2 separate regions of the Arachis hypogaea genome follow, and region 1 is linked to region 2. The links are chromatin contacts, called in public Hi-C maps. All regions are on one chromosome and are shown on one strand. Each heading gives the region's core, a stretch centred on a gene start, on an enhancer-like site or on the middle of the called end of the contact. The rest is flanking DNA. Distances are from core to core; before and after follow the strand shown.

Region 1 (5,305 bases), core at 1,903-4,402, 67 kb after region 2:
GTAAGTTATCATCTTATAACACATGCCTAATAGTTATTGAATAAAATTGATTAACTTATCATGATTAACTTTAATTCTTAATTTAACTTAAATTTTGACAACCAAATTAATTATCCATAGTATAACGTTTTTGCAATTTATAAAATCACTAGAGAAATTTCATAATTTTTTATTTTTTTCATACTACATACCTATTAATTAGTTTCAACCACAAAATAAAAAGTTTAAAACTCTTTCTCAAAAATCTTCTTCATAAGAACTTCTTAAGTCTCTTCCTTCTCATATTCCATGCAAATTGATGTTCTCTTTTTTTTTCTACTGTTATTTTTATTAAGTTTCTCTTACATACTTTAATTAATTCATCATATAATGACAATGAGAAATTCACACTATTAGTAGTTTAATTTAGGGTAAAATATATTTTTTGTTTTTTAAATTTTTAAAAAATTTTAAAAATATTCCTAAATTTTATTTTGTTTCAATTTTGTCCTTAAAATTTTCGATTTGTATCAAATATACCTCTGATAGTTAAATTGTTTAGAAAATTTAGAATGAAACTAGCAACAATGTATGACAATTACGTCTAATTTATTTATGTTAAAGGTTGTTCTTTTAAAATTGTTGTTGAATTAATTCTAATTTTTTTAAAAAAAAAAAATAGCTGTTAGAAGTATATTTAATATAAATAAAAAAATTTTAAAATAAAATTAAAATAAAATAAAATTTAGAAATATTATAAAAACTTATATCAAACATCAAAAATAAAAAAAAAATACTTTATTCTTTAATTTATAATCCATTTTAAAGACCACAACTTGAAAGGAATTCTTATTCATGAAAATCAAATGCTTTGTGCAAGTATCATTATTGTATCTCTTAATATATTTATAATCATCTAATAATGACGACAATAATACGGAGCAAAATATAATCTTATAAAAAAAGTTTTAAGTATATCGAAAATACCGATATTCCAGTTATTTTAATCGTTGATATAAATTATAAAAAATATATATAATATATTAATTGAAATCAACTATTAAAACAATTGAAATATCGATATTTTTCAGTACCCTTAAAATTTTTCCAATCTTGTGCACTAAAATTATTATCACTCAATTTCTAGATATAAAAGGTACATTCACAATCTTCTTCTTATCACTATAATGATTTTGATCATCATCGATACTAATACCAATATATAGATAAAAAAATCATAATTAATTACTAAAAGAGATAGTTTATCCTTTATTTAAAAAAAAGTAGAATAAAATTTATCTAAATATCAATTCAAACAGTTGGAATTTCGGGACTGTGAATCGATCTCTTGTTTCTTTCGTGTTTTTTTTTTTGGGCATCCTTTTCTGTTGTGACATAATAATAATAATAATAATAATAATAATAATAATAATAATAAAGGAGAAGAAGAAAAACAGATATTCGTTTTCTTACTAAAGTTCTTATCTACAATAGCACCTATTGTTAGTGTTGCAAGTGTGAGGAGTGTTGAAGTTAGTCCCACATCAAAGAAAGCATGGAAGAGTGAGGAGTTTATAAGATGAGAGACCCATTAACTTGACACCTTAAGGTTTTGAGTTAGATGTGGTGTCTTCTCATCTTATGTTCTCTCACTCGATTCCTCCCCGAAATCTCCCCGGTTGTCGAGAGCTCTCCACGTTCGACCCAACAAAGTGGTATCAGAGCCGATGGTTTAATCGGTCTGGTTTAAGGAGTATTCAAGGTGAAGCATCGAAAGTCTTCCCGGCAAAGGTGGTCCGGGCGGCGTGTCCCGCGGTGTTTTGCGGCGGTGTGATGGACGAATACTCGTGGTGGTGGAGGAGCTAGAAAGAGGGGGAGTTGATGCTTGATGTGAGGCTCACACTTGAGGGGGAGATTGTTAGTGTTGCAAGTGTGAGGAGTGTTGAAGTTAGTCCCACATCAAAGAAAGCATGGAAGAGTGAGGAGTTTATAAGATGAGAGACCCATTAACTTGACACCTTAAGGTTTTGAGTTAGATGTGGTGTCTTCTCATCTTATGTTCTCTCACTCGATTCCTCCCCGAATTCTCCCCGGTTGTCGAGAGCTCCCCACGGTTGGCCCAACACCTATAGCAACAATGCGCAGATTACTGGACACGTTGAAGTATCTATTTTTTTTGGATTTATTTAATGCCATAATGTTTGGACTTTAATTCCAAACCTGCGTCGTATTAGACCTGAAATTCATTCTAACTTATACACACGTTATTCAACGCTGAACTACTACTAGGCTAGCTAATTTCAGTTACCTACAACAATAATTAACAACTTATCTAACTATCATATGTGGACCTATGGATTGGACAACTGAACTATGCCTAATCCACATTATTATTATTATTATTATTATTATTATTATTATTATTATTATTATTATTATTATTATTATTATTTGTTTTTGTCAAACTCTAGTTTCTGTGCATGGAATTTGGAATCACAAGTAAGCTTTTATGATAGGATAATCACAAGGGAACAAAGAAGCAAATTAACACATTAGCTTTTAAGTGATGTGATATAAGGCATGGCTTAGATTTATAAGCAAGATTAAGATAAGTTTCTCATTGCCTCACCTAATCAGGCAAATAATAATAATAATAATAATAATAATAAAAAAATTTAAATAGGATTTTTTTAATCACCGTACCAGTTTTATTCTCTCCCATATTTACACATTTTTTAGGATAAAATATTGTTTTAGACCCTAGTTAATATTTAGATTAAAATTTATTTTGTTCTTAATATTTAAAATATTTTATTTTTATCTTAATAAATATTTTATTTTGTTTTATTTTATCATTTGGTTAAAATTATTTTTTGAAAATATCTTTTCTTTTATTATAATTTTTTGTAGGTAATGAAAAAATTGCAATTGTAGTCATTATAATAGTAATGATAGTGATCTATAAAAATAAAAAAAATAAATAGAAAATTGTAATTTTAAAAGAAAAATAATTTTGACCAAAAATAAAAATATAATAAAATAAAATATAAATAAGACAAAAATAGAATATTTAAATGTTAGAAATAAAATTAAAATTTAATAAAAATATTAAATACTAAAACAGAACCCTAGCCTACCTTTAACTACTGAACTGTAATTACTTTCGTGTTATTATCTATATTTTTAAAAAATTAATCAGCAAAGGCAAAAACGCAACTTGACGAATACTGGTCTCACAAGGTACTAGCACATAATTATAATTTAATTTTGTCTCCCAAGGCAACAGTTTCAATATGAATAAAATTGTACCTTCTGCCACCTAATCCTCTAACTTGGCTGGCTCCTTAGTCGTTGATGGCAAAATATGATATTTGAATACCTTACTGTAAGGTGTGTATAGGCATTTAACATAATTTAATAAAAAAGTTATGTATTAATTAAAATGAGAATTTATTACTAAAATTTAAGGGTGACCAAATAATCAATATCATGATGAGTAAGTAGTTTGTATTTAGGACTGGAAGTGAGTCGAGTCAGCTTAGGAACCAGTTTGAATTTGACTTGTTAATAGTTTGATAAGCAAAATTTGTGAGCTGGTACTAAGTCAAGTTTGATCCTGGAATTGTGCTCATAAATTAAATGAGTCGAACTTGAATTTGGATAAACTAAGCTCGTTAGTTCATGAGATGGCTCGATTATATATATATATATATATATATATATATATATATATATATATATATATATATATATATATATGATCTTAATTATTTAAAATTTAAAATTTATTTTTTATATATAATTTTATTGTAGGACATAAATAAAAAATTATAATTTATTGATAGATAAATAATATATAAAATTGATCTTTTTAAATATTTTTTAAAATATATAAATTATAATTTATTAATATAAAATTATAGATTATATTCCTATTATTTGAGCAAGATCGTGAGCTTTCCGCGAGTCGAACTTGAACTTAAGAAATAGACTTGATTGTTAATGAGTCGAGTCGTGAGTCAAGCTCAAATTTGTGAGTCGAACTTGAGCTTGGTCTAACTTGACTCAACTTAACTCACTTCCAGCCCTACTTGTATTATTAAGGCACTAGATTAATGTATAATACACCTGTTTAAATTGTAGTAAAAGTCTAAAACTACTCTTTTTAAATGTATATACCCACAAAAATAGACACATAAATAATTTTACTCTAAAGCATTATTTAATTAAAACTTTTTTTTTTAGTTTGTTTTAATCTTTGCATTGATATTTTTTTTTTAATTTGTCTTATGTTTTTTTTAGGAGATAATAATTATTGAACTTTAAACTTTACTGACATAAAAGTTCTGATACTAAATTATAATTTTTTTAAAAAAAAATTTAAACTAATAAAAAAATATATAAATACTTATATCTTTAATAAAAATATCCAAATATGTCTATAAATAAAACTAGGAGATTCTTAAAATATATAATATTATTTTAAAATCCAAAAAATAGTGAATTAAATCCAGTGCAACAAAATACTAACTTACTTTTGAATGGCATGATTATTATTTTTAGAAATAAAATGTATATTTAAAGAGATGTAAAAGAAATGTGTCAAATCATGAAGTAGCTAGAATACAAACAAGTGACTCAACATCCCCTAATAATCTTACCAAAACATTTCAACCATTTATTAGCTTTTCTTTTGTGTCATAGTACGTATGCTAATATCACTTTGTTTTGTAACGCCAATCAAACATTAAGATAGTGACATAGGAACGCATGCTCTACATTAATAAGCCAAGGCCTAAAAATATTTTATATTCAAGTACCAATACCATCCTTTAAATTATGCAGCCAAATTTCTCTTACTTAAAAGGTTAAAAAGGAAAAATAAAAAATAAAGAAAAGAAAAGAAACAATGATAAATTAAAGAAACCACCTCCGTTCTTCCCTACCTTTAAGTTATCACTGTTAATTATTAATTAGTAATTATTTAATAATAATAATAAGTTTGGCCTAAGGTTGAAGGATGGTCCTGAGCTAATTTTTTTTATATGGGTAATTTTAATATAAAATATAAAAATATTTAATTATTTTAGTATTTTATATTATTACGATAATAATACAAAATGAGGAGTATCAAGGCCAACAATTTTTGTGATTTGTAGTCATCAAATAGTCATCAATGATGATTTTAATGGTGTATGATTTTATTCAATGACTCACTTTTCTTTACTAATTACATGCTGGACAAAATTTAATAAATTTTGCTGGTTACATGCTGGCCCCTAGACTTTTCCATACAGAATATCATTGATATTTTATAAAAAAAAAT
Region 2 (5,515 bases), core at 193-2,692:
TGTGATGGGCTAAAAATGGCTTCTTAGACTATATTGGAAAATTGAGAGCTTAATGAGGAAAAAAAAGAAATGGTTCCTTTTTTTTATGGATAACAGTAGAAGACATTACCATCAAGCTGGAAGAAGTGTACAATGAGTTCATCTTCAGTCATTTGCAGTCTACTAGCAAACTGTAGTCACAATCAAAATATTAACTAAAAGATATGTAAGTGAATCACTCCAATAATTCAAGTTAAAAAAATTATAAAGGAGATGAATTTTCTGAACAGATAAACGAATGACTCAATACAAACCGATTTCTTGTTCTTCTTTCTTTCTTTATCCTCTTGATTTTGAATATTCCTCTTTTTCTCAGACTTAGTAATGTTCTTCACTACATGTTTGAAAGAGGAATCTTCTACACCACTGTCTTGCAGGGAAAGAGCAATTGCCTATCCACAACTATAATATAGTTAGAGAAATGTTTGTTGCACTCGTTTATCGAAAACGCTAAACCAACTAATGTGGACTCCATTGAAATCTAATCAAATGAGAGATGAATCAACAAAGTGTCTCATGTAGGCTAAATTGTTTAGGATGTATATAACAAACAAAACAAAAACAAACATGATCTAAACATCAAAATTACCTGCCTCAAAGCTTCATCTTCATCATCACCATCAACGTACTCTGAATTCCTATTACAATGCTTCTTCCCAGACACTTTAGCTTTCATTTTTAAACCTTTGTCCTTCACCTGTTGCATAGGTATGAGGACAGTAATAAACATCATAATTGGGTAGCTTTATCTTAAATTGAACATTCTACCAACACCAACAACAAAACAAGTAACTCAATTTTGCAATTTTTGCCCCATTTCAACAACAGCAACCAGAAAAGGTTAAACCCTAAAATAACAAGGTTTTCAGTGAATTACCTTCCTTTTGCGCGATCCAGAAGCATTTCCGATCACAAATTCTTCATCTTTATCGTCCGAAGAATCTGATACTGGTTCTTCTGCATCATCATCGGGGATATACTCATCATCATCATCATCATGATCATCTAGTTCTTCTTCTTTGAGCTTCTCTTTCCCTTTTCTTTTCAACAAGGAAGCCGCCATTTTATGCAGACCTAGTGCCTCCAGCTTTGCGTTATTCTCCGCTATTCTCGATAGCCTCTGCTTCTCGTACTCCGAAACCGTCTTTGCGGTCGCGGCAACGGTGGTTTCTTCCGCCTCTTCCTCTTCCTCGCCGGAGCTTGAAGCTGAGCCATCGTCATCTGGATCAGAATCAGGTACATCGCGTCTTGACATTTTTCCTTTTTCCCTCCAATTAATCGAAAATTTCACGCTTTTCCCAATTCCACTTCCACGAGTTCGTGAATTGAAGCGCCACGCCGCCACACCCACACACTCGGAGTTTCGGCGGGTAACGTGGGATCAGCGCTGTCATTTTCCCCCTCATTTGTTTTGGTCTCATTAATTTGGGTCAACAATTGGGCCTATTGGGCCTAACAAATGTCAACTACGGAATTTTAAATTACTTTTTTTAAGGCCCAAAACACTCATGTAATCTATACCCATAAAAAAATCAATTTTAATTGATTTAAAACAAGTGTTGAGAGTTCGAAATTTTTTTTGTGCATGCAACAACCAATGTAGCAAACCTTTAAATAAAACTTCAACCTGCAATGAATTAGTCTTTAATCTATTGTGTTAAGAGATATTGTAAGAAAAAAAAAAAAACAAAGAATTCACTCCTGACTCCTGAATCTCCTCTTTTTTTTTTTTTACACGGCAAACTTCTTTGCTCCCATTCTCTGAATGCTTGTTAAGGGAAAAAATGGAATAAAATAAAAAATATTAAAAATCCAAATGTTAAAATTTTAGTCTTACATCATTTCAAATTAAATTTTAAAATTAAATCAACTCTTCTGTTTAATATAAACCAAAGTTTAGGAAGATTCAATATTAGTCAATCTACTACTTATAGATTGAGTAAGTTATTCTAAGAAGACTCGAATCCAAATTTTTGTAGAATGTATTCCAAACTTTTTACTTGAGTGGCGAGTCTACTAAAAAAAAAAAAAAAAAGTAAAACAACAACATAAAATATAATAAAATGGTGCATGATAAAATAAATATTTAAGGGTGAAATGAAATCATGCTGTTTTGACCTTTGAGTAGTAAATAATGTAGCATATCATACCTCATCGTTTTCTTGCATCAGAAGGTTGACGTCTGGATTAATACCAAACAAAATTTAACGTTTTGAGGACAAAATTGATGTCCCATCATAATAAGTCTTTCGAGAACTATACTATATATAGTTTGAAGCTTCACCCTTTGTATTTTAAGAAAATTCCATGTCTTGTATTCTTTTTGGTTTTTTTTCGTTAATTTAGCTTAACGACATACCATATCTAATATTACCATGTAAAAAGATATGTATGTGCAAATTATCCCGCTTTTATAAATCAAAATGTTTGTATAAGATTTTATGTTTTATTTGACTAAATCGTGTTCCTAACTTTTAATATTGACCCTACCCTGTTCCATAATTTGGTGGTTATGATAATGACTTCAATCAATACGACACTTGCGTCGTTATGAACCAACTAATATACTAGGATTTGGATCTTCTAAAGTTTGAAATTCACTTTAAAGAGTAAAGTGTGATCTCTCACTATTTATTTAATAGGTGGACCAATAATAAATATGAAAGAGAAATCATTCAATGGTAGAGGATCCAAACTTTATTCTCTGAAGTAAAATTCAAACTTTAGAGGATCTAAATCCAATATGACTAAACTGCCGGAAGTTTTTTTTAATATAGAAATGAAGATGATATTTTAGTTGAATATTAATATTTGAAATATATTATAATATTATGAAAATTATTCAACGCGATTTTTACGTGTTAATCAAGATGTTGCAATGTGTTCAACATGCAGGTATTGCTATGTGTTGACTTTTTACCTACAAAATCCATCCACTTATAATTACACTAAATAATTTTATTTTTAATAAAAATACTAATATATTTTTTATATAAAAAAAGTCAACCCTAAACCGTTTAATTAATTAGTTAGCATATTATTAAAGTTTGTTTGGAATATAAATATAAAATATTTTATTTATTCGGGATGATTAATTTTTATATTCAATACAATAACTCAATAATCAATATTTTTATTTATTTTCCTAACAAATTCTAATATGCTAACCAACAAATTAAGCGTCCCAATATTAATTGGGTCGAAACATAGATTCATCGGTAAAACTAAAAATAATTAAACCTTTCAATAAAGCCTGAACCATGTTTTTTTTCCTGTGTCCCTAAATTCAATGCGAATAGATGTTTATGACAAACTTCCTCACCATATTTAATTTGACTTCAAAAGTAGATCACAATAGCAAATAAAAATTAGAATGAAAATAAAAAAAAATGTTCATATATATTAAAATCAATCGATCACTATGTTAGCTATTATTATTTGAATATATTTATACATATTCTTTAATTTTAACTAAATAATCAATTATAGAATAATTAAATCTATCATAGTATAATAATCAAATTTGTTTAAAGTTTATAATAAAAAATTATAAAATACTAAATACATATTTCTATAAGTAGTGGCCTAATAGTTGATTTTTCTATGTATACTTAAGCATTATTGAATATAAATATGAGTCTTTTTCTACTTTTGTATTAAGAGCTCATTTGTAGGTAATTTATAAGTATTTATATAAATTTGTATTAAACTTTGTAATATGCTTCGATTTTAGTAGGTTGACTGATGATATTAAATTCATAAAAAAAAAGGACTATGTAAGAATAAAATAAAATAAAACATGAGGACATCATGCACTCTTTATTATGAGACACAATGGAAGTTTCAGAGACAAATAAAGGAGTATATTAGGCCCTTAAATATCCCGCAAAAGACGATACATTTTGGGTCATTCTGATATAGCTAGGGACATTGTCAACTTCTTGATGTGTTTTGCATGTGTGGATTGCATTACCCAAAGGACTTGAAAGAAAACCAGTGCACAATAGTTGTCATCAATTATTGCATTTCTAAACATGAACATACACAAACTTTGGCTTCAAGTATCATTGCATATACACAAACGTGATTTTAAAAAATAGCATATTATTATTGTTATTATTTCTTGCTTTGACATTGTTTGTTTCTTGTTCTTTGTCATTAATTAATAAGTAGAAACTCTTTTTAAAAATAATTTCCATATATCAATGTATGTGGCATTCTACGGTACAATGTGGTCTTGCTTGTAGCCTTGTACCTTAAGTTCATGCATTTATACTCTTTTTTCCCATGTTATGTAAGAATGAGTCCAAAGTTAAAAGAATCAACTATTTATATATTAGAATGAATTATTATATGTATTCATAACTCATGAGAGATACAGACGCTGATAAATGTATCCATCAAATAAAAAAATGACCATTATTATACTCATAAAAATTGAGTTCCGTATGACAGAAATATCCAAATCCTAAAAAACTATTCAAAAATTCCAAATTATCCACCTTTCCACTGCGACCATCATCCTCTCTCACACTCTTTCTTTCTTTCTCTTTCTAAATCTTCTTCCAACTCTCTCGTGAGTGCCCCGCCGACGATCCCCTCCCTTTCTCCTTCCTTCTTTTTTCCTACCCTTTCATTCGCTTCCTTTTTCCTTCAGATATTGTCAAGCTTCTCACCACCCACTTAATCATCATGTATGCCACGCATGTGTCTCACCCTCCGAATCACATTTAGTGTTTCACAATTTTTTCAATAAGAGCAGATTTCTCTACAACGCGCTTCTCAGTAGCTATGCACTTTACCGTAACGCCATTTTGTTCTTCGTTGAATTAGTCTCCGTGGCAAGACTTTTTCTGGACAATTTCACGCTGCCGTGTGCTGTCAAGGCCTACGCTGAGCTCATGGAGGTGGAGTTCGGGGAAGCACTTTAATTTATGTGCTTACTTTAAAGCTGGGACTGTGCTCTGATTTTTTTGCGAGAAATGTACTTATTACTATGTATGGTAAGTGTGGGTTTGTGAAGAGCAAGTTTAAGGTGTTTGAGAAAATGTCTCGAAGAAATTTGGTTTCGTGAAACTCGATTATGCTTGTGTGCTCGGAAAATGGGTTTTTGGTGAGATTTGTGATCTGTTTAAGGGGTTTTTGTTGAATGGTGGTGGTGATTAAGGTTTGGTTCCTGATGTTGCTACTATGGTCACAATGGTTCTTGTGGTGGCTGCAATGAGTAAAGCGAATTTGAGGATACTGCTAATTCATGGTTTGGCATTGAAACTGAGTTTTTTGCAACGGGTAAATTGAATTTGAGGATGCTGCTAATTCATGGTTTGGCTTTGAAATTGAGTTTTTGAAATTGAGACACTCACAGGAGAGTTGAAAAAAGATTTACAAAGAGAGAGAGAAAGTATGAGTGAGAGAGGATGATAGTATATAGCAATGATAAAAAGAAAGACAATTTATAGTTTTTAAATAATTTTTT

Evidence for each region. A called contact is a pair of places that touch in the nucleus more often than the background predicts.
Region 1: a contact with region 2 is called in a Hi-C map of leaf, with 1.7 times the contacts expected there. The contact joins the enhancer-like site here to the promoter of LOC112728190 in region 2. A contact is called at or near these places in 2 of 8 Hi-C or Micro-C datasets (both in leaf).

Annotation. Positions count from the first base shown.
Region 1 is chr12:109,724,954-109,730,258 of arahy.Tifrunner.gnm2.J5K5, forward strand. No RefSeq gene overlaps it. Among protein-coding and RNA genes, the nearest start is that of LOC112728192, 8.2 kb to the right of the region's middle. Within about 2 kb of position 3,153, at least 1 of the 3 cell types and tissues checked has open chromatin away from gene starts, as enhancers often do.
Region 2 is chr12:109,660,033-109,665,547 of arahy.Tifrunner.gnm2.J5K5, forward strand. LOC112728190 reads right to left here and starts at 1,443. Exons shown (of 6, transcript XM_025778234.2): 1 at 917-1,443; 2 at 629-736; 3 at 294-431; 4 at 110-170. The coding sequence starts at 1,294.